Linked DNA regions of Mus musculus: regions 1 and 3 are each linked to region 2. The links are chromatin contacts, called in public Hi-C and HiChIP or PLAC-seq maps. All regions are on one chromosome and are shown on one strand. The core of a region is the stretch at or near the end of the contact, and the rest is flanking DNA. Distances in the headings are between cores, read along the strand shown.

The links. Hi-C and Micro-C count contacts between places; a contact is called where the count stands out from the background. HiChIP or PLAC-seq counts read pairs in DNA pulled down with a chosen protein or histone mark.
Region 1: an H3K27ac HiChIP or PLAC-seq map of heart atrium shows a contact between it and region 2, with 5 times the contacts expected there. The contact joins the promoter of Enpp6 here to the enhancer-like site in region 2. A contact is called at or near these places in 6 of 39 promoter capture datasets (the C10 cell line, cranial neural crest, liver and 3 more), 1 of 484 Hi-C or Micro-C datasets (bone marrow-derived macrophages), 4 of 115 datasets of contacts at active chromatin or transcription factors (CD4 T cells, acute myeloid leukemia, cardiomyocytes and 1 more) and 2 of 9 other capture datasets (adipose tissue and liver).
Region 3: a Hi-C map of bone marrow-derived macrophages shows a contact between it and region 2, with 18 read pairs. The contact joins two enhancer-like sites. A contact is called at or near these places in 2 of 15 datasets of contacts at CTCF or cohesin (CD8 T cells and the NIH/3T3 cell line), 4 of 484 Hi-C or Micro-C datasets (Th1 cells, bone marrow-derived macrophages, cranial neural crest and 1 more) and 21 of 115 datasets of contacts at active chromatin or transcription factors (the 230-238 cell line, CD4 T cells, CD8 T cells and 15 more).

The regions. Positions count from the first base shown.
Region 1 is chr8:46,984,775-46,989,038 of GRCm38.p6, forward strand. It overlaps Enpp6 (ectonucleotide pyrophosphatase/phosphodiesterase 6), which reads left to right and starts at 2,113. Exons shown (of 8, transcript NM_177304.4): 1 at 2,113-2,437. The coding sequence starts at 2,197.
Region 2 is chr8:46,637,846-46,641,936 of GRCm38.p6, forward strand. Casp3 (caspase 3) reads left to right here. Exons shown (of 7, transcript NM_001284409.1): 7 at 74-1,853. The coding sequence ends at 303. Among named protein-coding and RNA genes, the nearest start is that of Casp3, 23 kb to the left of the region's middle. Within about 2 kb of position 1,261, at least 154 of the 459 cell types and tissues checked have an H3K27ac peak or open chromatin away from gene starts, as enhancers often do. A contact at or near this core is called in acute myeloid leukemia, adipose tissue, bone marrow-derived macrophages and 2 more, where this site is marked.
Region 3 is chr8:46,952,266-46,956,265 of GRCm38.p6, forward strand. It overlaps a transcript of Enpp6 not described here. Among named protein-coding and RNA genes, the nearest start is that of Enpp6, 33 kb to the right of the region's middle. Within about 2 kb of position 1,371, at least 9 of the 459 cell types and tissues checked have an H3K27ac peak or open chromatin away from gene starts, as enhancers often do. A contact at or near this core is called in bone marrow-derived macrophages, where this site is marked.

The sequences.
Region 1 (4,264 bases), core at 863-3,362, 350 kb after region 2:
AAAACGCAGATCTCAGTGTCCTGCTGAGCCTGCAGTTTCCTTGGGCTTCTTCCTACGCAGGCAGCTCAGCGCTGGGCACCCACCTCTCCCGGCTTCCGGTCCCTCTCCTCCCTTCTCCTACCCACCCCCTTCCTTCATAGCTTATCTCTTTTACTTAGTGAAGCAATAACATGTTATTGTTCTAACGGATAAGAATAATGTTGTGTTTTCAAGCCAATAAGCATTAAGAGCAAATTACCCTTTTCTACTTTTTAATAAGAAAAACATTTAATTGTAATTTAGTTGTAAAAAGCACGGCCTTTGATTGAAGGAAAGAATGACGTTTCATTCTTGTCCGAGTCGCCTCAGATGTGATTTGGCTAATCTCTCTTCACCCATGGTGCCCTGGGAAGGTTTGACTTTAACCACAAGGGGACGCTGAGGCAGGAGAAAAATAATGTCCAGTCAGAACCAAGAGTGGCCACAGACTGACCAAGCCCGCGCTGCGCGTGCGCATGGCTGCTCAGCACCCAAGCAACACTTTTTTTTTTTTTTTTTTTTGGTTTTTTGGAGACAGGGTTTCTCTGTATAGCCCTGGTGTATTAGTCAGGGTTCTCTAGAGTCACAGAACTTATGGACTGTCTCTAGATAGTAAAGGAATTTATTGATGACTTACAGTCGGCAGCCCAATTCCCAACAATTGTTCAGTCGCAGCTGTGAATGGAAGTCCAAGGATCTAGCAGTTACTCAGTCTCACGCAGCAAGCAGGCGAAGGAGCAAGAGCAAGAGCTAGACTCCCTTCTTCCAATGTCCTTATATTGTCTCCAGCAGAAGGTGGAGCCCAGATTAAAGGTGTGTTCCTTAAACTCGGAGATTCAATCTTCTGGAATCCATAGCCACTATGGCTCAAGATCTTCAAACCAAGATCCAGATAAGGATCTCCAAGCCTCCAGATAAGGGTCACTGGTGAGCCTTCCAATTCCGGATTGTAGTTCATTCCAAATATTGTCAAGTTGACAACCAGGAATAGCCACTACACCTGGCTATCCTGGAACTCACTTTGTACACCAGGCTGGCCTCGAACTCAGGAATCCACTTACCACTGCCTCCCAAGTGCTGGGATTAAAGGCGTGCGCCACCACGCCTGGCTCCAAGCAACACTAACACTAATACAACCCAATACTTGCTAAGTCGCTTCTATGGCCGCACATATTTCATTAGCTTTCATATAAAATTTGTTATTTAATTTTGCACCAGGTAAAAGCATCACTGCAGATATGTCCTGCGGCCGAGCACTTGGCCTTGCCCATCTCCTTGCCAACCCTCTCCTCTGACAGGCTTCCCCTGCCGAGTTTTCCCGACTTAGAACTCATTTTGTTATTTCAAGCTCTTTTTCCGTGTCAGAGTCCCACTCTCCAGCTTCACTCTTCCCCTCATGGGACACTGCGGCCTCAATTTCCAACCTCTCCTGATCCAGTTCTAGAACCTTCTCTCTAGCTCTCTAGCTCCTCCACTTAACAGCCCCTCCCCCAAGTGAGCTCCAGGCACCAACAGTTTCTTTGCATTTGATAACTTGAACAGTAACACTGCATTTAGGGGCCTATGAAGGCAAAAATCAGTAGCGGAGACCTGGACAAATAATTTGTTTTTAAAGGCTATCTCTGGGACAAGACTGCATAGCTCACAACAGGCCCACCTAAATGTATTGTCTCTAGTTTATAACCTAAGTTTTGAGTTACTAAATTGTTCAGTGGAGAAGTTAGAAAGTTTAAATCCAGGCACAACAACAAGTTTACAGACTTCCCTTCTCCCTGGCTCCTCCCTGTGGTCAGCACAATTACAAACTTGGGTTGACTTTGTTAACTTTCAAGGTTTCACCGGTGGACGTTCATATTTACGGAACGTTTACCAAAAACAATGAGGTTGTATTTTCTCCCTCTGTGTTAATTCTAGCTTGTTAGAGATCCTGCCCTATCTAGAGGTAGTCGGTCTCTGGGTTTTGTGAGGAAGAGCAGAATTTTTTTTTTTAATTGAATTGAGTATAATTTTATTTTGGTAAAAATGGAGTGCTGTCCCTTTAAATTCTGAAGTGAACTTGGCTAAGAAAGGCCAACAGCTCAAGGTCCAGCCCCTAGATGAGAGAATAACTCCAGACTCCATCCTCAGGCTTTGCAAGGGCACAGCTGTGCCAGCTCACCCTGGCAGACTCCTGGCAGCATGGCAGCAAAGCTCTGGACCTTCCTGCTGGGCTTTGGGCTCAGCTGGGTGTGGCCGGCTTCTGCCCACCGGAAGCTCCTGGTGTTGCTCCTGGATGGTTTTCGCTCAGACTACATCAGTGAGGATGCTCTAGCATCCTTGCCTGGCTTCAGAGAGATTGTGAACAGAGGCGTCAAAGTGGATTACTTGACTCCAGACTTTCCCAGCCTCTCCTATCCCAATTACTACACCCTCATGACTGGTGAGTACCTACCATGTCTGCCTCTTAGCCGGGAGGATGTGGCTAGCATCTGTCATTGGAAACCTTAGTGTTTGATTGTCCCTAGTCACGGGACATCCAAGATAGGTGAGAGTCTATGTTCCCAACTAACACTTTCATTTCCTCACGGTCTTGATGTTCCACAAATGTCCTCCCAAGGACCTATTTCAGACTGTCTGTAAAGAGAAGAGATGCTAACAGTAATATATGGAATTTGGAGATTTTTTTTAAAGTGGTTATTGTTTGTTTCACAGATAAAATTCTAGATAATTCCACATTTTCTAAGTTCGGGGTGTAGAAGATGGATGGGTTTCCGTGTATCCATACAGAATCTCTCTGTCCCTTTACTGTGGTCTGGATTCTTGCAGGCTGACTTATCAATGTGTAAGACTGTGACAGTTATTCTCAGGATCCCTCCACAGGGAAGCTTGCATCTAGACAACTTAGAAGGGACTCTTTAGGCCTTCTTCAGTAATGCCACTTTCTGCTTTGGCCGTCTGGGGTCAGGTAAAATGATACAGAGACAATGAACTTTTGTCATGGACTTGAGATTGCCCAGCATCTGTGAAATGGGAGTTAAGCACAAAGCGAGTCCAAATCCTGGTGAGACGGGCAGAATCCCAGCTGCTTGTCTGGGGAAAGTGGATTTGGCTAAAGATGATCTTCCTCCATCTAGAATTGTCAGGACACTCAAGGTGATTCCAGAAGGCTGAGCCTGTCTGTTCGGTATCTGCAGCCTCACCTGTTAATGTAGGTGAGCTCCCTGCAAAACCGGCAAGAGGCTGTCAGATATTTTTGGCCAGCTACCCAGGGCAACCAAGAAGGCAGTGATTGCTGGCTGTACAAGACTTCATTGTGTGCTCTGAATCCAGGGAGAACTTTGAAATGATGCTATCAGATAAGACCTAAGACCTGTGATAGCCCATTACATAGCTTTACAGAACTCCATGGCCAAAGGAAGTCTGAAAGCATCTTTAGCTGTGTGATCGGCCATAGGAACAATCCATGATATGATGGTAACAGAAAAGGGGCCATGAACCTTCGCATTTCTGTCTTTCGTGGGTGCCCTAGGTATTCACAAAGTAACTGCGTGCTGACTCCTCAAACGACAGGAATCTATACTTCGTGATTATTATATTTATGAGAATTAGAAATGAAGATATCGGGGAGAGAAAAAAAATCAGGCTTCACATGAGCAAGGAATTTGTTTGTTATCCAACCATAACAAACAAACCAGTCTCCAAGATAAACAGTTAACAAAAGACTCTCTGGCCTCCCTTTGGCCTGCTTCCCCATTCTCACCCACTCGCTCACTGGGGAACAGTTTGCAGGCTTCTGGGTTACACATAGATTTAATTGTGTGTCCCAACCCGGTTCTCCACATCGAGTTTCACATACAGTGGCCACCCCTTCTCTGGTTGTCTTTCAGAGCCTGCCGGGAGACACAATTCACACAAGCTGCCACGTGCAGCCTTTTTGATTACAGTGGATAATGAACAAGCCCCAGCTTATTAAGGCAGATTCCAATAAGTGAAAAGGGACCACTGCAAAAATCCCCCACACAGACACGGAGCCAATGACACGGGTGATTGTTTCTCAGACCCACATGCCTGACACAGCACAAGCACACATCTGCACAAGGGCTCTGCCAAGCAAACACACACCTTTTCACGCTACTGGGCTCCACGGGATATGGACCGTACTAAGCCATCCCTGAACATGGTGCAACCTCAGGCTGCGTGTCTTTGTAGTCTCAAAAGTAAATAAATAAAACTATGCCACAAGGAGAGACTGTAGCCCCAAGCACAC
Region 2 (4,091 bases), core at 11-2,510:
AAATGTGTAGACTCCTCCAGAGTGATGCTGTGGTGTAATAGAAGATACAGTCCTTCGTATTTTTGCCTCCTAGGTTACTATTCCTGGAGAAATTCAAAGGACGGGTCGTGGTTCATCCAGTCCCTTTGCAGCATGCTGAAGCTGTACGCGCACAAGCTAGAATTTATGCACATTCTCACTCGCGTTAACAGGAAGGTGGCAACGGAATTCGAGTCCTTCTCCCTGGACTCCACTTTCCACGCAAAGAAACAGATCCCGTGTATTGTGTCCATGCTCACGAAAGAACTGTACTTTTATCACTAGAGGAATGATTGGGGGTGGGGGGGGGCGTGTTTCTGTTTTGTTATGCCAAATGAGAAAGCTGTCAGGGAGACTCTCATTTAAATCTAATCTGACGGTCCTCCTGGTCTTTGTACGCTACCACTGCCTAGCAATGCAGCCAGCCACAGTGCAGCTACCTCAACTTCGACATCAGGTAGTTGAAATGAAATTTAATTTAATAAGGAGCAAGTAACTGTCAATGATGGTACTATCATCCTAGATGAAATTACAAAGTTGCCCTTTTATAATTAGCAAGATTTGGCGATACTATGAATTTTGAAGTCATTTTGAAGCAGTACAGCTTTTCCACTGATGATTTTATACTCCCCACTCATGTTAAGAATGTTGTTCTAGTTTTCGTTAAACGTAGAAACAATAATGTCAAATGATAATGTCTTAGAACTTGAATCCATGAGCAGAGTCAAAGGCTGGAACCCTTGTTTTGGACCTGATTTATGGAAGTGAAGAGTTGGACCACCATAGCATGCATTATAGCTACTGGTTTTGTGACAGTTGTCCACAACACGTATTTGTTATTTTAAAAAAAAAAATCATGTTTTATTACTGGAACAAAAATAACTTGAGTATTTATGTGAGAGGAAAACCGTGTGCGAACTTGGTTGACTCATTGAAGGCAAGGTGCTAAAATCCATCAGCATTTGTTTCTTACTTATCCTTATACAAATCAGCTCGGTCTTACAGACCAGCAAAATATCTCAAGAGCTGTTATGTAACAGCCTCAAATGGTTGATTATTAGAATGAAGTACAGGAATTCTATAGGAATATACTATAATACCAGTTGTCAAACAGAGCTTAAGAAAAGGAGAGATGAAATCTACTGTAGTTGGAGAGAATGTGGTTTGAGCCAGAGCAGAGACTTGGCAGAGCCATGGGCACATCTTCAGAAAAGGCCTGCCAGCTGGACTCCCCACCCCTCACCCCACCCCCCTTGTGAGTTCTGGTTTGTGTGGATGATGTCCAAGTTACCACGTGGGAAAGTGAACCAGATCACAAACTTCTGCAAAAAGGCTTTCCCAGAGGGCTGAGAGTCTGAAGAAAGTTCACTGGACTCCATGTCCAGAGTCTGTAGCATGCTGACTTTTCTGTTGACGTTTACAAAGAAAGGAAAAATAATGGTGATATTTATACTGTGCTAGAAACGAAAGGGCCAGGGCACACAGGACTTGGAAAGCATCCAGCAATAGCCCTGCAGCCCATGTGGAGAAGCTGCGGGCTGCAGTCCATCCTCAGGGAGACTGTGCTCTGCTCCTGGCCTCCTTATGGGGGTGCTGAGTCACTGCTGGCTCTCGCAGCATTTCTCCTAAGCTTCCTTGTTGCACAAAGAAAGGAAGGAACTCACATTGTAACGGATAGATTCTTGTTTAGACTGGCTTTGTTGTTAACGCTTTCTAAGTGAATGCAGCATGTGATGGTATTTTAAAGTGTGTTCCCATGTGACAATTTTATAAAAGTTTGTTACCTTGCAATTTTATTTCAAAACATAAATTCAGATTTAAAATTATCAGTGTATTTGAGGGTTTGTTGTTGTTGTTGTTGTTGTTGTCGTCGTCAATACTTTTGCTGTTGTAATAACTAAGTGAAAGTTAAAATAATTTTAACCCACAGTCTAATTTGAGAGAGTCAGAGGATGCAACAAGGCCTTAATCTAATATGTTAAGGTGTTGGCAAGTGGAAGAACCTCTGATATGATAGGATTTAAACCCAAAGAAATAGGTAGAATATACTCAAAGAATACAGGAAGGGGTGGGGACTCAGCTCCTCCAAAGTTTACATAATAACCACAGCTTCTCTAAAGTGAAGGTCAAAAGTGGATCAAGGAACTCCTGTACACAAGGAGGAGCGTGTCACGAATGTTTTTGTCTAGCTGCTTTCTAACAGGGGATAGGGTGGTGGAGAAATGACTCAGCAGTTAAGAGCGTCGGCTGTTCTTCAGAAGAACTGGATTTGAACCCAAGCACCCACATGGCAGCTCACAATTTTTTGTAACTAGCTCCAGGGGACCCAACTGCCTCTTTTTGCCTCCTTGGGAATTTTATGCACATGGTGCAGAGGCATACACGTGGGCTAAATACCTATATACATGAAATTAAACCTTTAAAGACTAGCTCTTTAATGTGTGGAGAAAAGGCTAGCCCATTGTAATTTCCATACTATCTATATAAAGAGGTCTGAGATAGTACAAAGAAAACAACTGGAGCTATGGGTCTGGGAGTAGTTAGCTGGGTAAAGCAGTTTCCTTGCCAGCACAAGAACCTGAACTAGAACTTGATCCCCAGAATCCATGTTAAAAGGAAAAAAAACCCGAATTGTGATGCTCGCTTATAATTCCAGCAGTGATGGAGATAAGTGAGTTCCTGAGGCTCACTGGTCAACCAGCCTAGTCTCCATGGCAAACGCATGGCTGATGTGCTCAGCTATGGAGAAATGATACCAGTCCCATTATCACCTGGCCTACACATACACAAGATAAAAACCATCAACTGGGCCATGTATGTGAATAGAGCAAGTGTAAACAAAGAGAGCATATACCCCTTATGTTCAGATAACCCAATCTCCCATCATAATAAGAGGAATATAAATTATGATATCACCTACCAGACTGGACAGTATCGCCCAAGTGCTGGAGGTATAGGCATGCATCACCATGCCAAGCATGTGCTGTGGTTAATCCCAGCACTCGGGAGGCAGAGGCAGGTGGATTTCTGAGTTTGAGGCCAGCCTGGTCTACAGAGTGAGTTCCAGGACAGCCAGGGCTGTACAGAGAAACCCTGTCTCAGAAAACAAAACAAAACAAAAAACAAACAAAAACATGTTGCATGAATATTCATGAGATGGATGGCATATTCAGAGGGGTAAGGTGACCATTTGTTCCCTTCCAAACCATAGTGAACCAGATCTCTTCTTGGCTAGTCCTTCCCATGATCCTCTTTAAAAAGAGAAGCAAACTCACTAAGAAAATGATATTATAAACAAATTGAGATTTCCCAAGGTGGTCTACCCTTTGTTATAATATATTTGTGGCAATTTGGTTCGGTTCCCTTGTACTTAGTTTCTGCTTTGCGGGGACGAACCCAAATGCAGCTTAAAAGATGGAGTAAACCTCTAAAGATCATTTCAAACACCAGGAGAATCAGCTACCAAGAAACAGGTGTAGTGTTCCGTGGTTACCTCTTAACTAACTCCTCGACTTCTGATCCTCGGTGGGAGCTGTGGAACAATAGACCCAACTGTGAGAGTCTGTGGTCGGAAATGGCTTGTCTGAGTCAGAAGTGAAGCAGAGTTTACAGTGAAGAAATAAGTGTTGACTTTGGAAAAGAAGGCACATGACTAAGGTAGGTAGATAGGGTATTTTCCTTCCATTCAATCTGTGATACCCACTTCCTTCCTGGTGTCAATTATCTGTTAGACTCCCTCCCAGAACTCAGGAGAATTCTTTAGTTATAGGACTCAGTTTGTTAACTAATACGATTGAAGAATGTGGAAATGCAGGGCTAGGTGTGGTGGGGAGGGACACAGATTCTCCTTGTTTTCTTGGAGTGTCCCCCCTCAACCCCCACCCCCACCCCTACTCTGAACTGTTCAACCACTTGGAAACTGAAGCTCATCAGGACTTCTAGAACTCAGGCCCCAGCAACTCTACTTCCCCAGAAGTCAGAGCTAGGATGGGCCAGTCCCAGCAGCCTTCACTGAGATGATCTATGGCTCTGCCTACCGTTAGCATAAACTTAGGTGTGAGCTAAAGGGACTT
Region 3 (4,000 bases), core at 121-2,620, 310 kb after region 2:
TAAAGGATTTGAGATACGATTTTCATCAGTGTGTGCTTTTTTATTATGCATAGTACATTTACTATTTAAATCACATTCTTGGTCTTTATTTTTATGGTCCACTTAAAATTATTGCTAATGACTTCTTGTGATCATAAACTGTTCTGGTCTTGTTTAGTAAGAATTGTGTCCTGCTTTTGTGGGTAAGGAAGTATGGACAGTATTTTCTTAGCTCTAGGAATCCTGATAATGTCTCCTTGCTTTCTCATGCAAGCAATAATATTGGCTTCCCGTAAACATTTCATGCCATACACCACGTTATGTTCAAAGTTCTAAATATACTTCCAGCGTCTCCTGGCAGTTATTGATGTGGGTCAAAAGGCTGAAGCCCACGGATTTTGCATTTCTCTCTAACTTTAAAAGCGTTGCAGTATTGACTTTGGAAAATAAAACACTTCTGAAAGAAACAGCTTTCATTTGAACTATAATTAATTTGCCTTGGGCATTATGGGGGCAGATATTTTCCATTTCAGAAAGTTGTTCTAATTTTTATGGATGTTGTTTTAACTCAGTTGTTCTAGATGGTTCTGTGTTCTCTGACATCTTCTCATCACTCTTCCTTGTTATCCAGTGCTGCACTTCCTGGGGCGTGGAGGGGGCGGGTTGCGCTCTAGTTAACGGTGAAGGACTGATTCCAGCTGATGGTTATGGGAATAGAGCCCACCTTGGCAGGGATGGGGCGGTGTTGATGCTCCTCTTCCAAAGGTCCTGAGTTCAAATCCCAGCAACCACATGGTGGCTCACAACCATCCTAACAAGATCTGACGCCCTCTTCTGGAGTGTCTGAATATAGCTACAGTGTACTTACATATAATAAATAAATAAATCTTTTTTTAAAAATTTAAAAAGATACAATGAAGACAGAAGAAGAAAAGAAGAAAACAGACAAACATTTAAATATATACAGCATACAATTTTGTATAAATAAATCTATTTTCTGTTCTATTTACATATTAGAATATTCCATGCATGTACATATTTAACATCTAAATGTTGAACATATGTTAAATGGCTTTTAAATACATATTTAAACTCTCTGTTGCTGAGATAAATACTCATTTTTTAACTCCACTGGTTTTGTTTAAAACACTTTAAACACTCCCCTACACCCCCCACTCCCCACTTCTGCATCCCTTGAATTTCCACTGAATTTACCTTTGAGTTAGTAATATGAACAAACTTGAGAGGTTTGGCTGACCGTGGCAGTGCAAGCTGTAGACAGTAGCTCGATACAAACCTAAGATGGGAAGAGAATCACTGCAATAAGCCTTTTGATATTTCACAGCTGGGATTAAGATTGTATTTTGGAACTATGGCGCCACCTGGTGGCCATTCTCTTGTTGCCGTTTAACATTTCTATTTTAGACCCCCACCTCTTTGGTAACTTGTACTTGAACACCCTTTGGTCAGGAACCCTAGTATACTATTAAGTAGCAATGTGTGGCCAACTGGACCTGGAAGGCCTCCGCTTGTTCGCTTGCTTGTTAGCACAGGTACCTGGAAATTCTGCAGGTCTAGGTAGAGTACGGGAACAGGGGACAGGAGAGACTTTACATCTTGGTTTTTCACAAGAGCCCTATTATAGCTCTGGCTTTCCCAGAAGCCAACTCCTGTGATTGGATGAGGGACTAATGAGACTAAAAATCAAGCACAAGCCTGCTTGGATAGCTGAGGGAACAACAGGTCTTCTCCAAAGAGGGAGAGGCTTGGGAGATAGCCCCAAGGGGAGGGGACACATCCTCACAACGCGTCACGCACAATAAAGGACTTCATCTAAACATCCATCAGAATCACACAGAGTTTTAAAGACAACCATGCTCAATGCATGCAAGAATGTTAAGGAAAGCTGGTGATTTCCCCAGCAGGTTGATTTGGGGGTTAATTCTTTGGCAATATTAAGAGTTTTGAGGGGCTGGAGAGATGGTTCAGAGGTTAAGAGCACTGGCTATTCTTCAAGAGAGGTCCTGAGTTCAATTCCCAGCAACCAAATGGGACTCATAATAATCTATACTGGGATCTGATGCCCTCTTCTGCCATCCAGACATACATGCAGACAGAATACTGTATCTATAATCAATCAATCAATCAATCAATCAATCAACAATAAATAAATCTTTTTTAAAAAAGATGTTTGAAAACAATCATTGCCTTTTTGTTGAATCTCAACCATAAAGGTAGAAAAGTGGGTCTGTAGGAGGAGAGCTGGCGGCCATCTGTTTAGCTTTAGTAAAGACTAAATATTATGGTATGTATGTTGTACTGTTGCAAAAGGTGGCATGTGCTCAAGGGTTGGTCACTGTCTTAGGGTTTCTATTGCTGTGATGAAACACCATCATAAAAAGCCAAAAGCCACTTGGGGGAAGAAAGGGTTTATTTGGCTTAGATGTCCTGAGTCATAGAGTCCATTAAGGGAATCCAAGGCAGATTCTCAAACTGTGCAAGAACCTGGAGGCAGGAGCTGATGCAGAGGCCGTGGAGGGGCGCTGCTCACTGACTTCTCCTCATAGCTTGCTCAGCCGGTTTGCTCATAGAACCCAGGACCACCAGTCTAGTCCCCCATCCATTGTTAATTCAAAGGACACCCAACATGCTTGCGGACAGCCAGGTCTTACGGAGGCATTTTCTCAGTTGAGATTTTCTCCTCTTAGATGACTACGGCAGCTTGTGTCAAGCTGATAGAGAACTAACCAGCACAGTCACCAACCGGGGATACCATTGGAAGATACTGTAGTCTTTGCCGGAAGAAAGCAGGATATTGGACAAGGTATCCCATTGACGGGGGAACCGGAACTGCAACGGATGTTTTCCTTGTTTGTTTTTGTTTGTTTGTTTGTTTCTCTATTGCTATAGTGAGCAGCTATGTTCCACTGAGTCTCTCTTACCATCATACGCTCCCTTCCATTAGCTCCAGAAAATGAGCCTACAAAGGAAAGAATGAAACCTCTGTACCCATGAGCCAAGATAAAACCTCTCAGGTCATAAGCCATCCTGGGTGTTTTATCACAGGGATGGAGAGCTAGTGTATAGCCAGAATCCGTGTTACTTTACTATTTTGACATGGTGTCCATCTTCAAATAGAATACTGTGTGAAAGTCAAATATACAAATGGGTGGACTGAATATAAAGGGTTCTGCTCTGGCAATAACCTCCACCCTATTATCGGCACAGTCCCCAGCTTCACAGAGACATTACCGGGGCACTTCCATAGTTAAAGCATGTTCTATGGTACAGTGGGACATCCCTGCCTCCATCGACCCTGGATGTTAATGCTAAACCCTTTTCTGGGAGCTCTGAAATCATGGCTGAGTCTCTCATGGGTCTCTTCTGCATTCCAGAGCACACCAAGTTTTTCATTCTGACCTTGATTTTGCTACCACTAAAATGTTTGTCTCGGGACATTAGAAACAACGCCAGGCCATTGGACACCTCACTGTCATTGGAACCACAAAGCTGTGTCAACCCATCTAGCATACATAGTCTTCCCTCGTGAGAGATCTTTAGACTCCTGGATACAACCTAAAACAAACAAGCAAAAACCAGAAAAGCAACTTAAGTAAATGAGAACGTCCAACAACCCCACTATCGATGGAAATGAATATTTCTGGTGTGTTTTCTTTCAACATTTATCTATGTGATATGTACAGCTAAAATACTTGTGCAAGATATGCAAGGTTACTAATACAATATTAATTTATTTTCTGACGCTGTAAGTCAATACCACTGACTGGTTAGTCTAGAAAGAATGTTTATTTGGTTCAAAGTTCTAGAGGCTGCGACGTGCAAGATCAAGATGGTGGCATCTACTGAGAGCCGCCTTCTTGCATCACAGCGTGGGAGGGTACCCCATGACAAGATAAAGCAAGCATGTCCGCACACATCTCGCTCCCTCTTCTTTTTTTTCCCCCATTTTTTATTAGGTATTTAGCTCATTTACATTTCCAATGCTATCCCAAAAGTCCCC